Regions from separate parts of the Mus musculus genome. Here all the other regions are linked to region 2. The links are chromatin contacts, called in public promoter capture Hi-C maps. All regions are on one chromosome and are shown on one strand. Each heading gives the region's core, a stretch centred on a gene start, on an enhancer-like site or on the middle of the called end of the contact. The rest is flanking DNA. Distances are from core to core; before and after follow the strand shown. Region 1 holds the start of Rap1a (RAS-related protein 1a). Region 2 holds the start of Hipk1 (homeodomain interacting protein kinase 1). Region 3 holds the start of Cd53 (CD53 antigen). Region 4 holds the start of Cd2 (CD2 antigen).

Region 1 (2,837 bases), core at 116-2,615, 2.0 Mb after region 2:
TTGCTAACGAACACAATCATAACAGAACCTGAAGTAGCAAGGAACTAAACTAAACAAGAGTCACACTAAGAAAGAATATCCGAAAATGTAAATTTAATTTTGAAACAAAGTGTTACAGAAGAGCATAAAGACAGGAAAGAGTCTGGGACCTAATCTAGTACTTACTCTACCAAAGTGTTACAGAAATCAATTACATCAAAAGAAAAAAGTACTCACAGGCATATCTACCCCCACACACTCTGACAGGAAACTCAAAGAAAGTTTCCAAATCCTGTTTCCAGCATCATCTCTTCTAACCGCCCGCTTCTGAAGGCTAACTCCCCTGGTTAATTCTGAGAGTCGACACTTTGACTCTAATAAAAACAGTATCTTCAGCCACCCAAGAAGCAGACAACAGCGGTTGGTACCTGTCCCGCTTGGCCCATTAACCTCCTGCCCTTTTATTCCATTTCTTACACAGTACTTCCTTCAAAGCAGCGACAAAACGATTTTCCTTTCCCAACGGCAATACACTCACAGTTTCTGAGCGGTAGCTCTTTTTCCAAGGCATGAAAGGTCCCCTCAACTCTAGTTTTCTATCCTGTGAGGAAATCTCAGATAGGAGGGGGGGCGGACGCGGGGGACACAACTGTCCTTCCTTGCTCTTCTCCTTACAACAGCCAATTACACAACTCAGCAGAAGACACTGCCCTTAACTTTCTGAGTAAGGAGACAAGCTACAATCCCACCACCCCACACTCCTCACACGCCCTCGGTGGGCGGAAGACCGGAATCACACCGTGGCCTCTTTCCTGACAAAATTCAGGGGTAGCAGCAGATATCAGAGAGTCGAGAGCGACGCTGCAAAGGCGAACACATGGCAAGCGGCAGAATACAGAGGGCAGGGAGGGCGGGAACCCGGGCTGGCGGCGGAGTGGGACACAGAGGTGTCAGCGCTCGGCGGCCGGGGCAAAGGCCGCGCGGAGGGCACCGCACCTCTCCGTCCGCGGGGACGACAGCCGAGCGGGCGCGGACACGCGTCCCATCTCGCGGCCCGCCCCTCGCGGCCGGTCCCGCAGGCCCCGCCGGGCCGCCTCGGTCCGCGGGCGTGGCTGGCTCCGGCCTTCAGCCGCGGCCCCTCCCGCCCGCCGGGCCCCCGGCCGCCGCCCCGGACTCGCGGACGGTTAAGAATAGGCCACCGAGGTGCGGCCAGTCCGCGCCCCTCACTCGCACCCCGTACTCACCCCGCGGCCCGGCGCCTCCTCCACCTCCTCCTCCTCCCTCCTCTCGGCCGCGGCTCGGGCTCGGGCTCTGCACGGCGGCGGCAGGAGCAGCGGCCTCGGGAGCGGCGGCGGCGGCGCCTCCGGAACGCGCACGCACGCAGCACGCAGGCCCCGCCCCCCCCGCCCTGGTCTCCGCCTTCCCCGCTGTGTCCGGAATCTATTTAAGGGAGCCGTTCTTCAAAGGGTGGGGGGCATAGTGTGCCAACAGGAACTGGGGCCTTGCCTTTGAGAAGGTGGTTAAGGCCAACATTGAAATGAGGAAGGGAAAAAAAAATCAGAAAGAGAATTTTGAAGGGATGCAACCATGGGACAGCTGTTAGTTGAGTGCCTAGTAGGTCCCCAATGCCTAGGCATACATAGGGAAAGTCACTTATAGAGCTCTCATCCTCGTGACCCAGGAGAGGGAACACGAACAACAAAAAGAGTAGCAAAATTCACAGGTCACCAGGGAGGGCTTTGCATGCTTTTGTTCGTGCTATGAAGAAACGAGCCTATCCAAAAGAGGCTGGATGAGAAGAATACCTTCCTGGGTTGAGAGGAAATCAGCCACAAACCCCGAGGTGGGGTGTGTCTTCCATATTTCACAACTAGCAAAATGCAAGCGAAAGGATGGATAGATAAGTAGAGTCTATGGCCAAAGAGTACTGAGGCGCCAAGATCTGGACAAACGACCAGACCCGGTGGAGCCTTTGGGCCATTGTAATGACAACAGGAAGCCCCGAGGAGAGGGTGGGCCCAGAAACAACTATATCTAGTTCATGTTTTTAAAGGTTAACTTTATGCAGGGCGTGGTGGTTTACTCCTGGAATCCCAGCATTTTGAAAACAGGAACAGAATTGCCACGAGTTTGAGGTTAGCCTGGACTACACAATGAGTTTCAGGCCCATCGGGAACTGGAGTGAGTCTCACTGTGTATGTAAAATATCCAACTGAAGCACGAATGTTCACAGGGGAAGTCTAAGGTGGCTATTCTCGTCCAATTGGCCAAGAGTGGTTATTTTATTTTAGATTTTGTTTATTTTAGCTTTATTAAACCTATTTTAATAGATTTAGACTTGAGAAAGCAGAGGGTCGAACGAAACAATTAGGAATGAATCTTAGGTTGGGGGCCTGCTGACTGATATCATTTAATAAGAGAGAAGATAGGGTAAGAACAAAGCTGGGACCAAAGAAATTGAGAGTTCAGTTTTATGGGGGATGGAGAAAGTTCAGTGGTGATGAGTCTGAGATATAAATTTGAGATCCATCAGGATGTAGATGATTTGACCCTCCGGTCTACATAAACTCTCTTAGGGATGGGGAGTAACTGGAAGAGAGGACCAAGAGAAACTTAGAGGTTAAAGATAAGCAGAGTTGACAGTCAGGTTAGAGGAACCCCTTGGAAGGAAGGAAGTTGTTAGGGAGTTGTTTTAGAAAAGAGGGAGTGATCAGTCAGTTCCCTTGCCTACTGCTGAAATAGCTAAGAAGACAATTGAATCTCAATCTCTGCCTCACCCCCACCCCACAGTCCCCATCCCCGCCACCCTGATTGGTTCATGCTAGACAAACTGCCACTGAGCCTCATCCTCAGTCAAG
Region 2 (2,846 bases), core at 282-2,781:
ACCCCCAAAAAAAATTGGCAATGGTTTGCATTCTCTATCATCTTAACCAAAAAAAAAACAAAAAAAAACAAAAAAAACAAAATCTTACAGACCATGAATCAAAAATAGCTTTACACAAACAAGAGCAAAATTGTAGGTTTTGCTGAGGCCATCCGCCACTTAATTTAACCCCACTCCGTCTACAGCAGGAAGCCATGCTGCTGTTTTCATCAGTTACTAGGAAACAAGATAAAGAGCGGACTGGGGCAACGGAGTCTACATTTGAAACTCTTGTTTGTGGCTGCACTACACTACTGAGAATTCTCAAAGTGTCACCAAAGAGACAAGAATGCGCATCTTATGAGTATCCACAACTGAGTCACTGGTTATGTAGAGAAAAGATTCACTTACTGGAGCTTGCCCCCACCCCCTCTCCGGCTTCCCGTTCCAGTACCCATTCCCAAACAGGAAAGAAAACGCGCCCAGCATAAACACACAGGCCATTGCTCACGGTTCGTCACCACAACAAACTGGAGGTTAGACCAACGCTCCTAGAGACCAAGTTTTTAGGTCTCGGTTGCCAAGCACAAAAGGGGGACGCTGCCCTACAGAGCTGTTTATAGTGTGGGTCCTACCCAAAGGCTTTTGGTTGTTTCCATCTTTTAATGTTTTGGATTTTGTTGTTCTTGGCTTTAAAGGCGACGACGGACTGCAAAAGTTTAGACCTCTAGCTTTGCCTTGCAGAGATAAACATATAGGTGGGCTGGTCCCCACACAGCGTTACCACCATCACAAATTACATACTCAAAGACTACAGAACATGAACCAAGAGAACAGAAAAGCTTCCATACCAGCCCGACCACCACGATTTACTCTAGATGCGGTTTCCCGGTCCCCAAAGGCACCAATACGCCCAAACTACAGCTACAGGGAGTGGGGTGACATGCACACGCACAAGCACAAGAACCTGCCACCGCAGTCCGCGGTTGGGGTGGAGATCTGTACGGTGGGGAGATGCCAGACGGACCCCTGTCACCTGAGGACAACACGATCTGGAGGGAAAGGCAGGAGGCAGGGGGAGCTGCCCATTTTCTCCGGCACGCAGTCGCGCCTGGCCGCTCGCGACCAGGCGCCTAGGGCCGCGCGGGGCCTGGCGAGAGAGGCACCCCAAGCAAGCCGGCTACCCAAGGGAGTCTGCGGCTCGCTCCGTCCCACCTCGGGGCGCCGACTCCCAAAGTCCACGACCCCAGCCCCTCGCCGAGCCTGACTCACCGCCGGTGTGTGTAGTTCTCAGCCTCGAGTCGGGGCCGCCGCGAGGAGGCGGCGGAGGAGAGGCGATCCGGGGCCCCGCAGCCGGGTCATCATACCCCCCGCACGAGCCGGCCCCGGCCCCGGCCCCCGCCCCCCGGAGCCGTCCCCGCGCCCGTCCTGCGGCCGGAGCCTCGCCAGCCTCCCGCCTGCCCTGCCACCCGGCCCCTTCCCGCCGCCGCCGCCTCAGCGCCGAGCGCTCCCGCCTCGGCCTCCCCTGCGGTCCGGGGCCACGGCCCGGCCCTTCGCTCCGCAGCCGCCGTTGTCACCAGACCCGACAAGTGGAGCCCCGAGCGACCGCCTCCATCCCGCCGGCCCCGCCTCGCCGGAACCATTCAGCCACCTAGCGCCATGACACCTACTGAGGCGGAAGTGCGGAGGAGCGGGAGGGCTGAGATCACTGCATCTTGCCCCGGGCCGCGGGTGTGGGTGGGCCTCCGTGGGGAGCCAGCGTGGACAGTGTGTGGGGACCGGTTTCCCAGTCCTCTCCGCACAGCAGTCTCCGAGGTCGTTTAACCGGCGTTTGGTGGCGGTCGGGTTTCTTACAGTTAGATGTCATCTCAGCTAGTGTGACATCACCCCAAACCAGTGTGATTTTCCCCCAACATCCCAATCACATCCCAGCGATTGGGCAGCGCAGGGAGACATTGACTACCTGGGGATGACTCTGAGGGTTTAGAATTCTCAGTTTTTACTTAAATTGTTTGCTGCCATGTCGATTTCAGGGCAGCATAAGGGATTTAGATGCCTCCCTGTGCTGAAGCGCTCCCACCGTAGAATCTGTTAGGAAATAAAATATCCGAACTCAGCTCCTCCATGCATGCAGTAAACAAAAATTGTCTTACCTCCACGAAGGGTAGAAAGGCGGTGGATTCCGGAAAGTGGACCTGGCATAATGTTTAAGAAAAATGACCCTGAAAACTAGGTTATCTTAGTAGACAGTTGCCAACTCAGCCTCAAGAGATTCTGTGGGACTTGATATGCCTTCCGCGCTGTAAAATGTTGGTTCTTAAAATGAGAAACATTTCTTGGAGTCGAGTATTTATAAGAGTAAGGTAGGATGGTACGTGCCTTTAAACCCAGGATTCATGCCTTTAAACCCAAGATTCTGGAAGGAGAGGCAGATGGATCTCTTGTGAGTTTGTCAACTTGATCTACATAGAGAGGCCCTACCTAAAAGAAAGAGGAGTGCCGGGCAGTGGTGGCGCACGCCTTTAATCCCAGCACTTGGGAGGCAGAGACAGGCGGGATTTCTGAGTTCGAGGCCAGCCTGGTCTACAGAGTGAGTTCCAGGACAGCCAGGGCTACACAGAGAAACCCTGTCTCTGAAAACCAAAAAAAAAAAAAAAAAAAAAAAAGAAAGAGGAGGAGATGGAAAATGTGTTCTTTCTTACAAGAACAGTCTGAACCCCTAACTGACTATCCACCACCATAGATTTTTACCTGTGTCCTGTGAGCAGAGAGCAGGTCTAGGAGAGGCCTTTCTATCAGTTATATTTTTCAGTCCTCACTCATACATCCATGATTTCTTTGGATCTTCACCTAACAAAATGTTTTCT
Region 3 (3,155 bases), core at 484-2,983, 3.0 Mb after region 2:
CCTCCATGGTAATCTCTTTGTGATTGACAACCACATCCGTTAACTTTGTGTTTCTAGAACCTGAGCACAGTGCCTGGCTGTTGGGACATTGCAGGGTAGTGGGGAATGAGGAAGCTAAGCACTAGTCTGAGGCTTCTAGGCAGTCAGAGGACATAGAAGATATCAAAACAACAGAGGTTTTCCTTTATATATTTGCCTCTTGCTAACAAAAAACTTGAAATCCTTTGAGTGGTAGTGAGGTAGTTGTGTTGGCCTAGGCTGTGAATCACTTCCTGTGAGCATAAAGATAAGCAAACATCATATCTAAAAGCAAAATAACCTTAACTGGCCCACACAGGAAACCACATTTCAGTTTGGCATCTGCTCTTAATCAACCAGTTTCAAAGCAGTGAAGATTTGGATCGAGATTGAGAAAGCAAAACATTGCTCACACAGCAGATAAAATTCTTCTCTGGCTCAATCTTCTAATAGATATGATTACCAAGAAAAGCTCCTCATGGAAAAAACTATTACTGGGCAAATTCTCCATTCTTCTTCATTTCTCCTCTGTATCAACAGTATACTGTCAGACATCAAAGGGTGCCTAACCCATGGTTTTTAACTTAGTTCACTTAGGTCACTATTTATAAACATAAGGTTTAGTAGCCTCTGAGGGTGGCTCTGACAAGCTGCAACTAACTCCCAATCATCTCCCTTGAATTTTAGGTGAGAAAATGTGGACATGGATACTTTACTTTCTCCCTTTTAGATTATAATCAAATGAGCTCTTCACAGCTCTTGGACCAAGAAAGACCTGATACAGACATTTTGTATTGACCAAAGCTTGACTATCATTTTGCTGAATACTTACACCCTAGAATGGCTTGCAAGTTGGAAACTATTACTGTATCAAGTTATGTGGGTTTCCTCTCTGCTGCACATTTTATGTGAAATTTGTCAATGTTCAAGCTTTGTGTATCACAGACCATTTAAAGTGAAGAAAGAAGCCCTTCAGATCACAATGTTTACCTTCCCCCAAACTAAGCCATAGGAATAAAATACATGAAGTACATTGCAGAACACCTATGTTGCAGGTTTTTTGTATCTATCTTATATCAAAACATGACATTCTCAGCACTAACTTTCCTTTAAAATGTTTTCAAACAAAGACAACATGTCTTCTGGCTACTGTTCTAAATCACTCTGGTTATGATTTTCCTCCCTGCTCTAAAATGAAACTTCAAGTTTTTGAAGAAAAAACAACATAGAAGATCTCCCCAATTTCATCTCATCTCACCTCAAAAACTTCAAGCATTAGAAACCACCATATACAGTAAGCAATTCAAGTGGCATAATAATGTAAGCTTATGAATACTTAGGCCCAAAGAGATATCAGAAAATAAAACACCAATTAAATCAAAGTATTTCTAGCCCAGTTGCCTAAGGGAAGTGCTGATCTAAATATTTGTAAACACATCACATTTTAAAGTTACTAAAGGGATGTGTGGAGACTCTCAAAATGCTATGTGCCTTATTAGCTGATTTAGAGCTGTTAAAAGTCATAAATCTTACCTTTTGAAGGCAGTGTCCCTCAGTACTTCAGGTAGAATTCACTGATTATCTTTTAGGTGGCCAGCACAGCCTGTAACCCAGAAGTCTATGTCTATTTGTGTAAAAGGAGAAGTGAAGAGAGAAAAAATACAATCATGCTGTGACGACAGGAAACCCAAGCGAGAAGAGTGAGGAAGTGAGACTGAGTGTTCTCTCTTAGGCTCAGATAGTCAACTGTTCCTCAGTGAACTTGCAGAGGCTTCCACTCCCAGCCTATTCTAAGCTGGTTTCTGGAAGCTAAAGAAGGTCTGACACACCAATCTGAGTTCTGGTGAACTTTACAGTAATTTGAGTGATATTTCCTGGCCATAGAACAGTGCTTCTCAATTGAAGCAGCAACTACAAAATACCCGTGGGTCTGTTTCTGTGTATGTGTCCCCACCGTTTGACCACAAACTATACTACTAAACCATACTGACCAAGCCAGCATGGTACTGGAATGAAACCATACTTGTAGATCAATATAGCATAGTAGAGGACACAGAGATAAACTTGTGTAGGATTGAATATCTACTTTTGGACAAAGGTGTATCAAAACATGAACTAGAAAAACAAAAATGCAGCTGGAGAGATCGCTCAGCAGTTAAGAGCACTGACTGCTCTTCCAGAAGTCCTGAGTTTAATTCCCAGCAGCCACATGGTGGCTCACAACCATCTATAAATGGGATCTAATGCCCTCTTCTGGTGTGCCTGAAGACAGCTACAGTATATACATATACATATACATATACATATACATTATACATATACACACACATACACATACACATACACATACACATACACATACACATATACATATACATATACATATACATAATAAGTAAACAAATCTTGTTTAAAAAAAAACTATCTTGGGTATTCTAGGTTTCTGGGCTAATATCCACTTATCAGTGAGTGCATATCAAAGGATTTCTTTTGTGATTGGGTTATCTCACTCAGGGTGATACTCCAGATCCATCCATTTGCCCAAGAATTTCATAAATTCATTGTTTTTAAAAGCTGAGTAGTGCTCCATTGTGTAAATGTACCATATTTTCTGTATCCATTCCTCTGTTTAGGGACATCTGGGTTCTTTTCAGCTTCTGGCTATTATAAATAGGTCTGCTATGAACATAGTGGACCATGTGTCCTTTTTACCAGTTAGAACATCTTCTGGGTATATGCCCAGGAGAGGTATTGCTAGATCTACTGGTAGTACTATGTCCAGTTTTCTGAAGAACCGCCAAACTGATTTCCAGAGTGGTTGTACCAGTTTGCAATCCCACCAGCAATGGAGGAGTGTTCATCTTTCTCCACATCCTCCCCAGCATCTGCTGTCACATGAATTTTTGATCCTAGCCATTCTGACTGGTGTGAGATGGAATCTCAGGGTTCTTTTGATTTGCATTTCTCTGATGATTAAGAATGTTGAATATTTTTTCAAGTGCTTCTCAGCCCTTCCATATTCCTCAGTCAAAAATTCTTTGTTTAGTTCTGTAACCCATTTTTAATGGGGTTATTTGAATTTCTAGAGTTCAGCTTAGTGAGCTCTTTGTATATAATGGATATTAGTCCCATATCAG
Region 4 (3,118 bases), core at 334-2,833, 2.5 Mb before region 2:
TGGTCGTTCTCATTCCCACCCCGTTTCTGGGACATTCTCTCTAGATAAAGTTACAGGATTTGGGTCTGGGAAGAGTTGTGCACAGAGGAGCTAACAGGGGGCCCTGGAGAGAGGTTGGTGTTAGGCCCAGGTGCTGAGTATTGGACAGGAAGGACACCCACGGGGGGATGAGGGGAGCCCTTTCTATAGTGACATTTCCTGTGTGAAGCTCAGAATGTTTGTGTGCTCCCTGAATGGCTGATCTATTCTGCACAAGGCATTCTCAGCTTTCTCCGCAAGCCAAGGGCAGGCTTTCTCCTCTCACCCATTGGTGTGAGCTGCCAGTTTGTCCCTGGACTTTCAGCTTCGACAGCATCCCAGGCTTCGTTTTCTTCTTTCTCACCCACCCAAGCTTCTTCACTTCCTCCTCACCCCCACACCCGGCATGTTTGCACCCTTCCTCATCTCCCTGGCACCCTTTACTCCAGGCCAATGACTATCAATGACAACTCTTCTCACTAGAAGCTCTTGGAACGCTATAGATCCCACTGGCACACATACTCCATGCTGCCAGGAGCCTGGGCATGAGTCACTTCTTACAGCTCACTTGCTGGTTCTCACCAAGACTAAGACCACCTGCTTGGCTTCGCTTGGATGACAGGAGAGGACTCCTGGTTGGTCTTCTCCTGTTGCTCTTCAGTATCATGCCCTCTCATCATACCCTGGCTTAAACATAGCTCTCCAGACAAGAGGCTCACTGCTCCTAGGCACCCTCTGACATCCTGTCTAGCTACAGCTTCATCGGCCACCAAGGATGTCCATGTCTTTTCTCTGCTAACCTGTCTTCTTTCTGATTAATGCCTGTCTGTCACCTGGGAGTCTTTGTACAACCCCACAGCCACCCAAAGAGAGAATGAAAGGCAGACAGGCTTTAGAGCCACCCTCACCCACTGGAGTCTTCATTGTGGGCCACACAGGTAACATTGGATGGGGATGCTACAGAAAGGCTGCTCCCCAACTTTCTACATAGCAGCCGTCCTAAAATGAAAACCTTTAGGGAATGGAGACTTACCCAGAATCCTCACGTCCAGGTCCTTCTCCAGCCTAGTCATCCCATTTGTGCCATACACCATTACATTATAGGTGCCACTGTCGTTTCTCATCATCGGCTTCTTTATCTTCAGGGATCCGTTTGCTAAGACCTCATACGTTTCTGATATCAAAAAAGGTGGCTTCTTCCTTTTAAACTCTGCGACCAGGGTGCCCCTCCTTACCCATCGCACCTCATCAATATCATCAGTCATTTGAAAGTTGGGGATGTTCAGGGTGATGCCATGACCCAAGACACCCCAGATGGTCTCATTGTCTCTGCAGTCCGCCCCTGTAAAAAAGTAAGATGGTTTCTGAGGTCTCGGGACTACGGAGGATCTCCCTCTTCGCCTCTAATGTCCACTCCAAGGTCTCCGGAAGAGCTCCACGCGAATGCTTACCTTTGCCGGAAAGGCTGAAGAGCAGAAAGAAGCTACCCAGGAATTTACATTTCATCTTTAGAGTTCTTTTCCCAGGGGTGACTCTGAGTTCTTTCTGTCAGGACTGTGGTGAGGCTGGCAGAAGCCACACCCAGCAACCTGAACCACGTGTCTTTCATGCCTGCTGTTCACAGTAGGGGAGGGGGAGGGGGAGAGGGAGAGGTAGAGATGGGGAAGGAGAGAGAGAGAGACAGAGACCCTATCAAAACGACTCATGCATTTGCTGCCCTCCTTAACCGAAATAGGTGTCTGTGTCACATTTTAATCTTTACAAAAACAGCTTAGGGTGTTGGGTTTTAGCACCCCACCAGAGGAAGAAGAGGAACTGGGAGGTCAGTTGCCATAGCTACCCTTTTGTAAACAAGGGCTTAAACATAGCTGGCCACTCAGCTGTGCTGCCTTCAACAGGACCAAGTAGACTCACCGGCAAAAGGTCATAGGAATAGAATTCAGATATGTATATTTGGGAAGGATTGGGAGGCGTGGCCTTGTTGGAGGTGCGTCACTGAGGGTAGGCTTAGAAATCTTTAAAGCCCTTGTGGTCCTGTTAGCTCTCTCTCTCTCTCTCTCTCTCTCTTCCCTCTCCCCTTCCCCACTCTGTCTATCTGTCTGTCTCCTGCTGTGGATAGGAATGTAAAACCCCCCCAGCTACTGCTCCAGCGCTATGCTTCATGCCTGCTGCCATACTCCCGGCCATGCTGGCCATGGACCTGTAAGAGCACAGTAGATTCTTCCTTCTCTAAGTTGCCTTGGTCATGATGGTTTGTCACAGCCATTGAAAAGTGACTGCAACACCCATGAACGCCATGCCTGAAGAGGCCAGAGGAGTCCATCGATCTCCTGGAATTTAAGTTACAGATGGTTGTGAGCTGCCTCGTGGGTGCTGGGAATAAAACCTGGGTCTTCCGGAAGAGCAGCCTGAGCTCTTAAGTACCAAGATATCTCTCTTGTCCTAAGACTATAAAAAAATAGTGAACAGGGATACAAGGACTAATGTCCCTAAAAAGACAACAGAGAGGTCACGTGAGCAAGAGATACAGTGAACATATAGTCTTTTGATTCTTTAGAATTCAGTGAGAAAAGGTCTTCAAAATCACGGTTTTTCCATTTCAGATGCTTAACAACAGCCACAACAGTGCATTTCAGTTGAGTTAAAATATTAATTCCAAGGGGGGAAAAATCCAAGTGAAATAAGACTTAACAGGAAACATAAAAGAATTCCTATTCTTGAGTATGGAAAATCTTCCTATATGTATTGCACAATTCAGAAATAGTAAAGATGGACGTTAGAGGCCACATAAAAATCTAGAATCTATGCATGTACAAAGAGCTATTAAATGTGTGAGAAGTCAAGCCAAGATATTTGCAATGTGTGCAAACTGTTACTATCTAAGATGTCAGCATCATTTCTTGTCTTCCCTTTGGGGTGTTGAGGATGGAAACTTGAACATGCTAGGCAGGCACTCAACCACTGAGCTACATCCACAGTCAAAGGTATACATAGTTTTTAATCAATCACTAACAAAACCATTTTAAAAATGGGGGAAAATTATTGATTTAACAAAGAAATACTGTGTGTGTGTTAACATGCATGTGTGTGTGCGTGTGCG

Evidence for each region. Promoter capture Hi-C pulls out the DNA fragments that hold promoters and counts their contacts.
Region 1: a contact with region 2 is called in a promoter capture Hi-C map of pre-B cells, with 5 times the contacts expected there. The contact joins the promoter of Rap1a here to the promoter of Hipk1 in region 2. A contact is called at or near these places in 3 of 39 promoter capture datasets (fetal liver, liver and pre-B cells) and 1 of 9 other capture datasets (liver).
Region 3: a promoter capture Hi-C map of pre-B cells shows a contact between it and region 2, with 4 times the contacts expected there. The contact joins the promoter of Cd53 here to the promoter of Hipk1 in region 2. A contact is called at or near these places in 1 of 39 promoter capture datasets (pre-B cells) and 1 of 9 other capture datasets (liver).
Region 4: a contact with region 2 is called in a promoter capture Hi-C map of liver, with 4 times the contacts expected there. The contact joins the promoter of Cd2 here to the promoter of Hipk1 in region 2. A contact is called at or near these places in 1 of 39 promoter capture datasets (liver) and 1 of 484 Hi-C or Micro-C datasets (CD8 T cells).

What each region holds. Positions count from the first base shown.
Region 1 is chr3:105,800,016-105,802,852 of GRCm38.p6, forward strand. It overlaps Rap1a (RAS-related protein 1a), which reads right to left and starts at 1,366. Exons shown (of 8, transcript NM_145541.5): 1 at 1,224-1,366.
Region 2 is chr3:103,789,744-103,792,589 of GRCm38.p6, forward strand. It overlaps Hipk1 (homeodomain interacting protein kinase 1), which reads right to left and starts at 1,532. Exons shown (of 16, transcript NM_010432.2): 1 at 1,252-1,532.
Region 3 is chr3:106,788,416-106,791,570 of GRCm38.p6, forward strand. It overlaps Cd53 (CD53 antigen), which reads right to left and starts at 1,734. Exons shown (of 8, transcript NM_007651.3): 1 at 1,552-1,734.
Region 4 is chr3:101,286,356-101,289,473 of GRCm38.p6, forward strand. It overlaps Cd2 (CD2 antigen), which reads right to left and starts at 1,584. Exons shown (of 5, transcript NM_013486.2): 1 at 1,470-1,584; 2 at 1,052-1,360. The coding sequence starts at 1,524.